Linked DNA regions of Triticum aestivum: region 1 is linked to region 2. A link is a contact called in public Hi-C data. All regions are on one chromosome and are shown on one strand. The core of a region is the stretch at or near the end of the contact, and the rest is flanking DNA. Distances in the headings are between cores, read along the strand shown. Region 1 overlaps LOC123145480. Region 2 holds the start of LOC123145478 (shikimate kinase 1, chloroplastic).

Region 1 (4,105 bases), core at 862-3,361, 330 kb after region 2:
CGCACTGCCAGTCGCCGACGTCGCGGACCACGCCCATGTCGCCCGGCTTTCTTCCGCCAAGGCACGACGGTCACACCCGTTTCTCGGGGTCGCCGGACGTTGGCTTGTTCGCGCCGTCCACACCGCGCCCGGCGGCCGTCATCGACCTCAACGTCACGCCTGGGTCCAGCAGCGGTGGCCGGCCGTCCGTCGAGATGCAAAGCAAGCAAGCACGGGCACCATGCCCCCCCTCCCGCGTCTTGTTTGACGGAATGCCAACACCAACGGCATCGGTCGACGACCCCTTCTACAACTAGTACATGGAGAACGTGATCTTCGAGGCTGGGCAGGGACGTGCCTATGACCCCGAGGAGACCCAAAGTCAGGATGGCCGCGCCCAGTACGTCCCCGATGAAGAGGCCGATGACCATGCTGACTACGACCATGGTGACTCGTGGCATGAAGACGATGACATCTATGTCGAAGGTGATGGTGATGAAGAAGAAAGCAATGACGTTGATATTAGTGGCGAGCCATTGTTCATTGACGAGCTCACCCAAAGAGCGGAAGCACAAAAGAAGAGGAAGAGCATTCACACGGGTTCGTACACTCAAGATGAGGACAAGTTGATTTGCCAAGCTTGGATGGAGATTAGCCAAGATCCGAGGACCGGCGCGCAACAAAAGGGCATTGTTTTTTTGGACGAGAGTCCACAAAACATTCCATGAAAGGAAGATGTTTGAGCCCTACCAATTTACAAGCAACCGTGGCATCGGCTCGATTCAAAAGAGGTGGTTGTTCATCCAACAAGAGTGCAACAAGTATGAAGCCGCATTTGAGAGCGTTGAAGCACGGCCTGTGAGTGGTCTCGGCGTTGGGGACATGGTATGCTCTCCTCTTCCTAGCCCTTTCCTTGCTACGGCCATGAGACTTCGGCCTTGTATATGTTTGCATGTTCACTTGTTGTTGATCATGTGGTGTAGGCATTTCAATCTTTGGAGGCATTCAAGGCCCGGCACAATGACAAGCCGTTCACTCTTACTCATTGTTGGATGATCATCAACAATTGCCCTAAGTTCAAGGACCAATACCGTGAACTTCAAAGGAAGAGAGGCTTGAAGACGGCCAAGTTCGCCGGAGGTGGAGATGGCGAGGCGTTGAAGAGGCCGAGGGGCAAGACCAACTCCAAAGTTGACGACATACATGATGCCTCATCCATGGCATTGCATGACACTTTGCATGGCATGATGTCTCAAAAGGATGTGAGGGACGAGAAGAAGCGGCAAAGCAAGGACGAGCAAATGAAGCAATACCTAGACTTTCAAAGAAAGAAGCTTGAGATGGAGGAGGCGGCCAAGAGAAGGAAGATCGACATGGAGGAGGCGGCCCGGCAAAGGCAGCTCGACATCGAGGCCGACAACGTCAAGGCCAGGCAAAGGCAGCTCGACATCGAGGCCACCAATGCCGCCACCAAAGCAAAGGAGGTGGCCCTTGCGATCATGAGCGTGGACTTGTCGAAGATGAGCGAGAAGACGAGGGCCTGGTTCGAGGCCAGGCAGAAGGAGATGCTCGACGCCGACGGCCTGAACTAGGTCGTCCGATCGGCCGCGGTCGTTCTCTTTGGAGGCTGGCATGGGTGCCGCCCGCTCGCTGGGCCGCTGGCTGTGTGCCGGCGAGAGAAACATTCATTTCGAAGGCCGACTGTGTTGCCGACCGCTGGCTGTGTTGCCGGCGAGGACAACTATTCATTTTGGAGGCTGACTGTGTTGCCGGCCGCTGGCTTTGTTGCCGGCGATGGACGTGTAGGCCGCTGGCTTTGTTGCCGGCGTGATGAACTGGGTCCGTGAACTAGGGCTTGGCATTTGAAACGTTGCTCTTTTTTTTAAATAGACGCGGACAGGATAGGGCAAACGGATGCGGCCGCGCGCTGGGCGCACGGCCACCGCATCCCAGGACAGGCCCGGATACGACCCCATTGACCTACCCAAACGGACAGAATCCGGATAAAACGGACTTCCGTTTGGGGTCCCACGGTGGAGTTGGCCTCATAGATCCCTAGGTGTTCGACCAGACTCTCACCTGCAGTTCCTGTACCGCATGGCACCACGCGGCGCGCATGTGGTCCTGCTTGGGTCCAGAGCCACTCGTGAGCAGATGCGGATCAGGATTAGCACAGCCCAGTCACCACCACGCCCTCATGTCCATATGTCCCAACCACCGCTTCTGTAGTCCTGACGTGCATGGTTACCACCCTCTAATTCTCCAATTGACACGGGTCAGATTACACAACAGCTCCCCTCAGCAACAAAAAAAGATTATACAACTTAACTGCTGGTGTTTTGCTATATCGGGAGATCACGATTAACAAAGAAGAAAAAACAACTCGTCCAGTAAATAAAGGGCGCAAAACAACGATAGAAACTCAAAATGTTATTTTTATTACACACCGACACAGGCAATACTATAGCATCACTGTGGTCTGGGAACATTGGAGGACTACAATGAAAAAAATACTTCATTGAGTTCAATCAAGTCCAAGGAATTAGTGCCATACAACAACTGAAACTTTCTGGTGCTACTTACACCTGGATCAGGCTCGTGCTGAGCTGGAGCAAATTTGTAGCTCAGCATTGCAATGTTGGAAAATTGGGGAATCCCCGGTAGTACCAGCTACTGGAAAACTTGGAAATTTGTTGTTTGACTTGACTTTTTGCTATTTGTACAGGATCACTGAGAGGCTGTATAAATAGGCTCTGGGCGAAAAATGGGGACCGACTTCCTGTCACTAAATAGGCAGCCTATTGATTTTACAAACAACACTTTGCTACTGTAACATGTCAGTTGCCAAACCCAAACGGCGATTTTGTCCTGCTGCCATCTTCACCATACTGTTCGTTCCATTTTCTTAATTCGTTCATACTTGTTGCGTTATGAGAAACAGACGGGCTTACCTGCATAGGGAATACCAATGTAAGAGTAGTAGTGGGAAACACAAAACTTGGTGATTTTAGGAAAATTGATGAGCCTACATACCTTGGCTTTTGCCTGTATAAAATCATCCAATACAAGGGGTCTTAAGTGAGTGCTGTTGCTACTCACACGTCCCTACAGAAGACAGTAAACATGCGAGGAATTAAGAGATGCACACAAGTTTTGATGATTATGAACATGTTCGCATCATGCCGACAGTTAAAAGGGCATAACTACCTTCTTTTCTTCTTCTAGAAGTTCCTGAACTGGCCTGTATGCTGAAGCTATGCATAGGTTCTGCACATTAAACATTTGAATGATTGCACACAAAAACAGAACGGTTTCACTTTCATTCAACTACAGGGAAGAAGGTAATGAATGCTCTTGTTTAATACCTTCAGATCACTTCCTGAATAACCTTCTGTCGCATTAGCAAGTTCATCGAATTTAAAATCAGATTCTAAGTTTTCTTTAGCCAGTAAAATCTTGAGAATTTTCTTTCGGTTTTCCGCATCTGGAAGGCCAACATATATCCTGTACAGAATGAAACAGGTGAACACCTTGCTAGATCAGCATAGCTTGTTTGAAAGCAAAGAGCACAAGAACGTATATTACCGTCTAGGTAAACGCCGTATAACAGCATCGTCTAAATCAAATGGACGATTCGTAGCACCAAGAATAAGGATCCGTTGGTTCTCTTTGGACCTTAGACCATCCCAAGCTGCCATAAATTCATTCCGCATCTTCCTTGTTGCTTCATGCTCAAGTGCACCCCCTCTGGCGCCAAGTAAGCTGTCAACCTGTCATATCAGATGAAATTGCATCATACCAAGAGATTGTTCATAACCAAGGCAGTGGTAAGCATTTTCCTATTGAAATGAGCATACCTCGTCTACAAATATGATGACAGGAGCTAGTCGGCTAGCAAAAGAGAAAAGTGCCTTCGTCAACTTCTCAGCATCTCCAAACCACTGTAAAAGAAAATAGAGCAGTGAGATTTTTGCTTTGAAATAAGCTTGTAGCTGTATGGGATAGTGCAGGTGGATGATCCCATCTTCCAAGGGATCATACAAATCCTTTGTTTGTTCACTGTTGCAAGGGCATATAAGGTCCAAGTAACACAATTTAGCACCTTATGGGAACAGAACAAAAGAAC
Region 2 (4,579 bases), core at 404-2,903:
TTCATATTTTTCCTGATAATACAAGAGATCGCAACGTTATCTATCAGCAAAAGAGAAGGGACAAACTATTCCACAAGGAGAAATAGGGTCAACTCAAAATACCAGTTAACTGGTCGGATAACAGCACCACCTCCAGTAGCAACAACTAATCGCCGCATTGAGGACAAATCCCTCAAGACACTACTCTGGAAAACATAAAAGAAGATTAAATCAGCACTTAAGTCTCGGAAGTAAAAGAAAACAAACTCATATGTCGAATCTTCCAATTCAGAATTTCAAATCACTAGTAACAAATGAAAGCTACAAATCAGAAGGATCAAGTTATTAGCAGATGAATTCAGTAACCATTACCTCATTATCTCTGAAGAAGGCTTCACTATGAACCTTGAAAATTTGAGCAACTGAAGGCATGCCAACAGCTTGTTCGACCAATTTATCACTGTAAAAGTTGCAGAGTAAGACAAACCTTGCCATTAATATCTATGCATCAGTACAAGCATCAAGATCAACTTTCCTTTTGCAAACTGCTATTGGTAGATTCATGAGAAAATACAAACCTGTCGAAGAATGAATAACCCAAAACTTCAGCCAAGATCTTCCCCACCGTACTTTTCCCCGAACCCATCATTCCTGCACACATGTATTCACTTATCAGTCACAAATATAGAACTTTCATCAGTAACTTTATCTTTTTCAGTATTCAGAATTTAGGAGGATAAGAACTAACCAACTAGGTAGATGCACCGACCGTTCAACTGGAAAAGAACCTCTTCTGATTTTCTCTGAAATCAAATTGGAACCGTATTAGAATGGTGGCACAAGATATGCAGCTCCAACATCGACTTTGGTTCTGTTTTATCAGGAATTCAGAATATTGTTCAATACCTTCAACAAGAGGGCATCGTCAACGGAGTTATGCAAGTTCTCATGACCTGCAGAGGCACAAGATTAACGGAGAAAATGTCAATTCCACTGAATCTCGTCAACGCATAGATCACACGCCGAGTTTTTTTTTTACTGCTCCCTCATAAGGGCAAATCATACCATACACCTTTTCTCTTCCCCTTTCCTACTCTCCAGTAATCCCAATCAATTTGACATCCCATTCTTTCCTTCCTCCCAAACTCAACACCTCCCAACAAACACACGCACAGAAAAAACGCGCTAAAATTGGGCCCAGATGGCGTCAAACTTTCAGCCAAATTGGAGTAACAAGCAGCACAAAAGGGGAAAAGGGAGGAGGATGTATATCTACCTCCTCCAGACGATTTCTTGGCGCGGAGCGGGACGACGGGCTTGGCCCCGCGCGCGCGCACGGCGGCCGGCGACCCCACCAGATCACTGACACGCAAGCTCACGGCCCGAGCCCGGCTCTCGCCGCCGTACATCGCGCTCCGGCGGCGGCCGGAGCCGAACCCCGTGGCCCTCGACTGCAGCGCCAGCCCCACGCCGGCCTCCATTGCTCGCCGGTTGCTCCGCGGCGGCCACTACGCGGCGATGCGATCTGCCACGGCTCTCTCGCGCTTTTGGCAGGTGTCCGGTGGCTGCTGGGGGGCGGCGAGTGGTGGAATCGCAGCGGAAATGTGCGGGCTTGAAATAGCGGGGGTGCGCGTGCACATCTGCCGGCAGCGCAGGGACGCCCCAGACGCTGCCGAGTAGTTGCGTAATCTGGGCGTGAAATTACCGCGCTGCCCATCGGCCTTTGACTCGGCATGCCTACCTTCCTTCCCAGCCTGCCCCCCTCTTGCTCTCTTCGGCTGTGTCATGGGTCAGGGGCATTTTGGTCAGGGAAACATGTGGGGGGATCTAGCGGTGGATTTAGTAGGGAGATGACTCACCTACCGTGGGGTGCCACGTCGGACTGGCGGGGTTGGTGTGGGGCGTGGTATCTGGAGAGGATCGTGCCATGGACGGTTGTAGAATCGTAGAGGTGATGGCAGACCCGTCCCCAGCCGTACATTTGAAGATTGCTCGTCACGCCTGCCGCGCGGTATATATCCCAAATGTTTTGTGTGTGCAAATTTCATCCATGACAATGTATTTTTAGGCCTGTGCTCGAATGTCGGACAGGCGGAGGAGGAGCCCCTAGTCGACCGCTTAAACATTGATTATGTTGCGCAAAATAAAATCGTGTGTGCTATAATATATTTTTCCTGCGTATGCAGCATTGTCGTAAGATTTTTCCTCACAAACCGCGCAACAATAATGATACATGTTCCCCGCAAAAAAAAAACAATAATGATACATGCAACATTTTTTATGTACTCCATCCGGTCTTTTTTATTTGCATATAAAAATTGTTTGAAGTCAAACTTCGTAAAATTTTACCATATTTATATGAAAAAATATCAACTTCTACAATGCTAAATTTATACAATATGAAAACTAAAGTCATGACGCATCTAATGTTGTTGATTTCACATTTTAAATGTTGGTGTTTTTTCTATAAACTTGGTTAAAGTTTATGAGGTTTGATTTCAAACAAATCTTATATGTGAACTAAAATGTCCGGAGAGAGTATAACAATAAATATTTAATGCTCGCTGCAAAACATTGAGAAAATCACTAATGTATGCAACATAGAAGCCAATGTATGTAGCACCGTGAAACAACTTTGCAGCATGAACACGACCTTCACAACGGAGGTTCGGGACATTGCAACATGTCACCCACATGTATGCAACAAAATACATACAAAACTTGCAACGTAGCAAAACATCCAATTTCACATTTAGGGTGTGTTTGGTTGCAGTTACGAACTGGAGTGTCACGGGTCCAACCCATTCCTGGGCCTCGTTCTCATGTTTAGTACATAGATGGAACGGTCACGTTCCAACAGACCGAATATTCGGTCCAATTCGGAACGGGGTGAGACCTCCAAAATGAGCGGATGACGTGGAACCGACTTTCTCCTCACACTCACAGCCCCATCACATCTCCTCCCTCCTGCGCCGCCACCACCTCGTCCATCTCTCTCCCTCTCCCTCGATCTGCGTCGTGCCGTCCCTCCCCAATTCCTTCCCTTGAAGTCGTCTGACTCGTTCCTCTCTCGATCTGCAGCACAACAGGGAAACATACCTCCTCTCTCTCTCTCTCTCTCTAGATCTGGAGCCACATGGCGGTGATGAGGTGAGCCAGGGTGGTGGAAGAAAGAGGAAGTTAATGGTTGTTGGGGGCGCGCGTTGTGCAGGGAAGTCGAGCGACGGTGAGCAGGGAGGCTGGACGACAGCGGTGGGCATGGAGTGACGCATTACTCCCGCCCTCTTTCAGCATCCCTTCCTCAATGCCCTCGAACGAGCAGGTTGGCTAGTACAAACATAGCAATGGCACTTGCAAGACAAGAAGGTGGCTTGCAGCAAAGAGGAGGATCAACAGCGGCAAGTAGCGTTGCAATTTGTTGGATGCGAGACAAGTAACAACAACTGCTGAAAAATTGTTGTTGTATGAAACTATGAATGCGTAGTGTAGTTCTTGTTCTTCCCGTAAGGATGATTTGTTTGCCCTCTACACAAATTGAATCATAGTATTGCAGTGTCCTTTGTGCTGGTGATATACAAATGGAACCGTGAGGTGAACCCAATCAATTTGATTTCATCATTCTTGTATAGGAGGTGAGGCGGCCCAAATTTATTTGATTTCATCTGTCCAACCAAACAGTAAAATGAAACTATTCCATCCCACCTAATTGCATCTACCAAACACGATAACGTAACCGACCCATTCCAGTGGAATGGAACCATGACGTTCCATTCCACCCGGTTCTCAAACTAAACACATCCTTAGAATGTCAAAATAGTTAACATTTTACAACCAAATTTTGGGTCGTTGACCTTGTTGTGTGATGGCCCACAAGTATAGGGGATCAATCGTAGTCCTTTCGATAAGTAAGAGTGTCGAACCCAACGAGGAGCAGAAGGAAATGACAAGTGGTTTTTAACAAGGTATTCTCTGCAAGCACTGAAATTATAAGTCACGAGTAGTTTGATAGCAAGATAATTTCTAACGAGCAAGTAACTGTAACGACAAAAAATATGCAGCAAGGTAGCCCAATCCTTTTATGGCAAAGGATAGGCCAAACGGTCTCTTATGATAAGCAAAGCGTTCTTGAGGGTACACGGGAATTTCATCTAGTCACTTTCATCATGTTGGTTTGACTCGTGTTCGCTACTTTGATAATTTGATATGTGGGTGGACCGGTGCTTAGGTGCTGTTATTACTTGAACAAACCTCCTACTTATGATTAACCCCCTTGCAAGCATCCGCAACTACGATAAAAGTATTAAGATAAAATCTAACAATAGCATTAAACTTTCGGATCCAAATCAGTCCCTTATGAAGTAGCGCATAAACTAGGGTTTAAGCTTCTGTCACTCTCGCAACCCATCATCTAATAACTACTCCACAATGCATTCCCTTAGGCCCTAATAAGGTGAAGTGTCATGTAGTCGACGTTCACATGACACCACTAAGGGAATCACAACATACATACCATCAAAATACCGAAATACATGTCAAGTTTACATGATTACTTGCAACAAGATTTCTCCCGTGACCTCAAGAACAAAAGTAACTACTCACA

Evidence for each region. Hi-C and Micro-C count contacts between places; a contact is called where the count stands out from the background.
Region 1: a contact with region 2 is called in a Hi-C map of leaf, with 8 times the contacts expected there. The contact joins the enhancer-like site here to the promoter of LOC123145478 in region 2. A contact is called at or near these places in 3 of 5 Hi-C or Micro-C datasets (all in leaf) and 1 of 1 datasets of contacts at active chromatin or transcription factors (leaf).

The regions. Positions count from the first base shown.
Region 1 is chr6D:413,644,125-413,648,229 of IWGSC CS RefSeq v2.1, forward strand. LOC123145480 reads right to left here. Exons shown (of 23, transcript XM_044564908.1): 18 at 3,837-3,920; 19 at 3,565-3,749; 20 at 3,345-3,483; 21 at 3,187-3,246; 22 at 3,013-3,084; 23 at 2,397-2,930. The coding sequence ends at 2,817. Among protein-coding and RNA genes, the nearest start is that of LOC123145480, 13 kb to the right of the region's middle. Within about 2 kb of position 2,112, at least 7 of the 8 cell types and tissues checked have an H3K27ac peak or open chromatin away from gene starts, as enhancers often do. A contact at or near this core is called in leaf, where this site is marked.
Region 2 is chr6D:413,318,138-413,322,716 of IWGSC CS RefSeq v2.1, forward strand. It overlaps LOC123145478 (shikimate kinase 1, chloroplastic), which reads right to left and starts at 1,654. Exons shown (of 10, transcript XM_044564905.1): 1 at 1,256-1,654; 2 at 886-932; 3 at 728-782; 4 at 558-630; 5 at 352-439; 6 at 103-185; 7 at 1-12. The coding sequence starts at 1,460.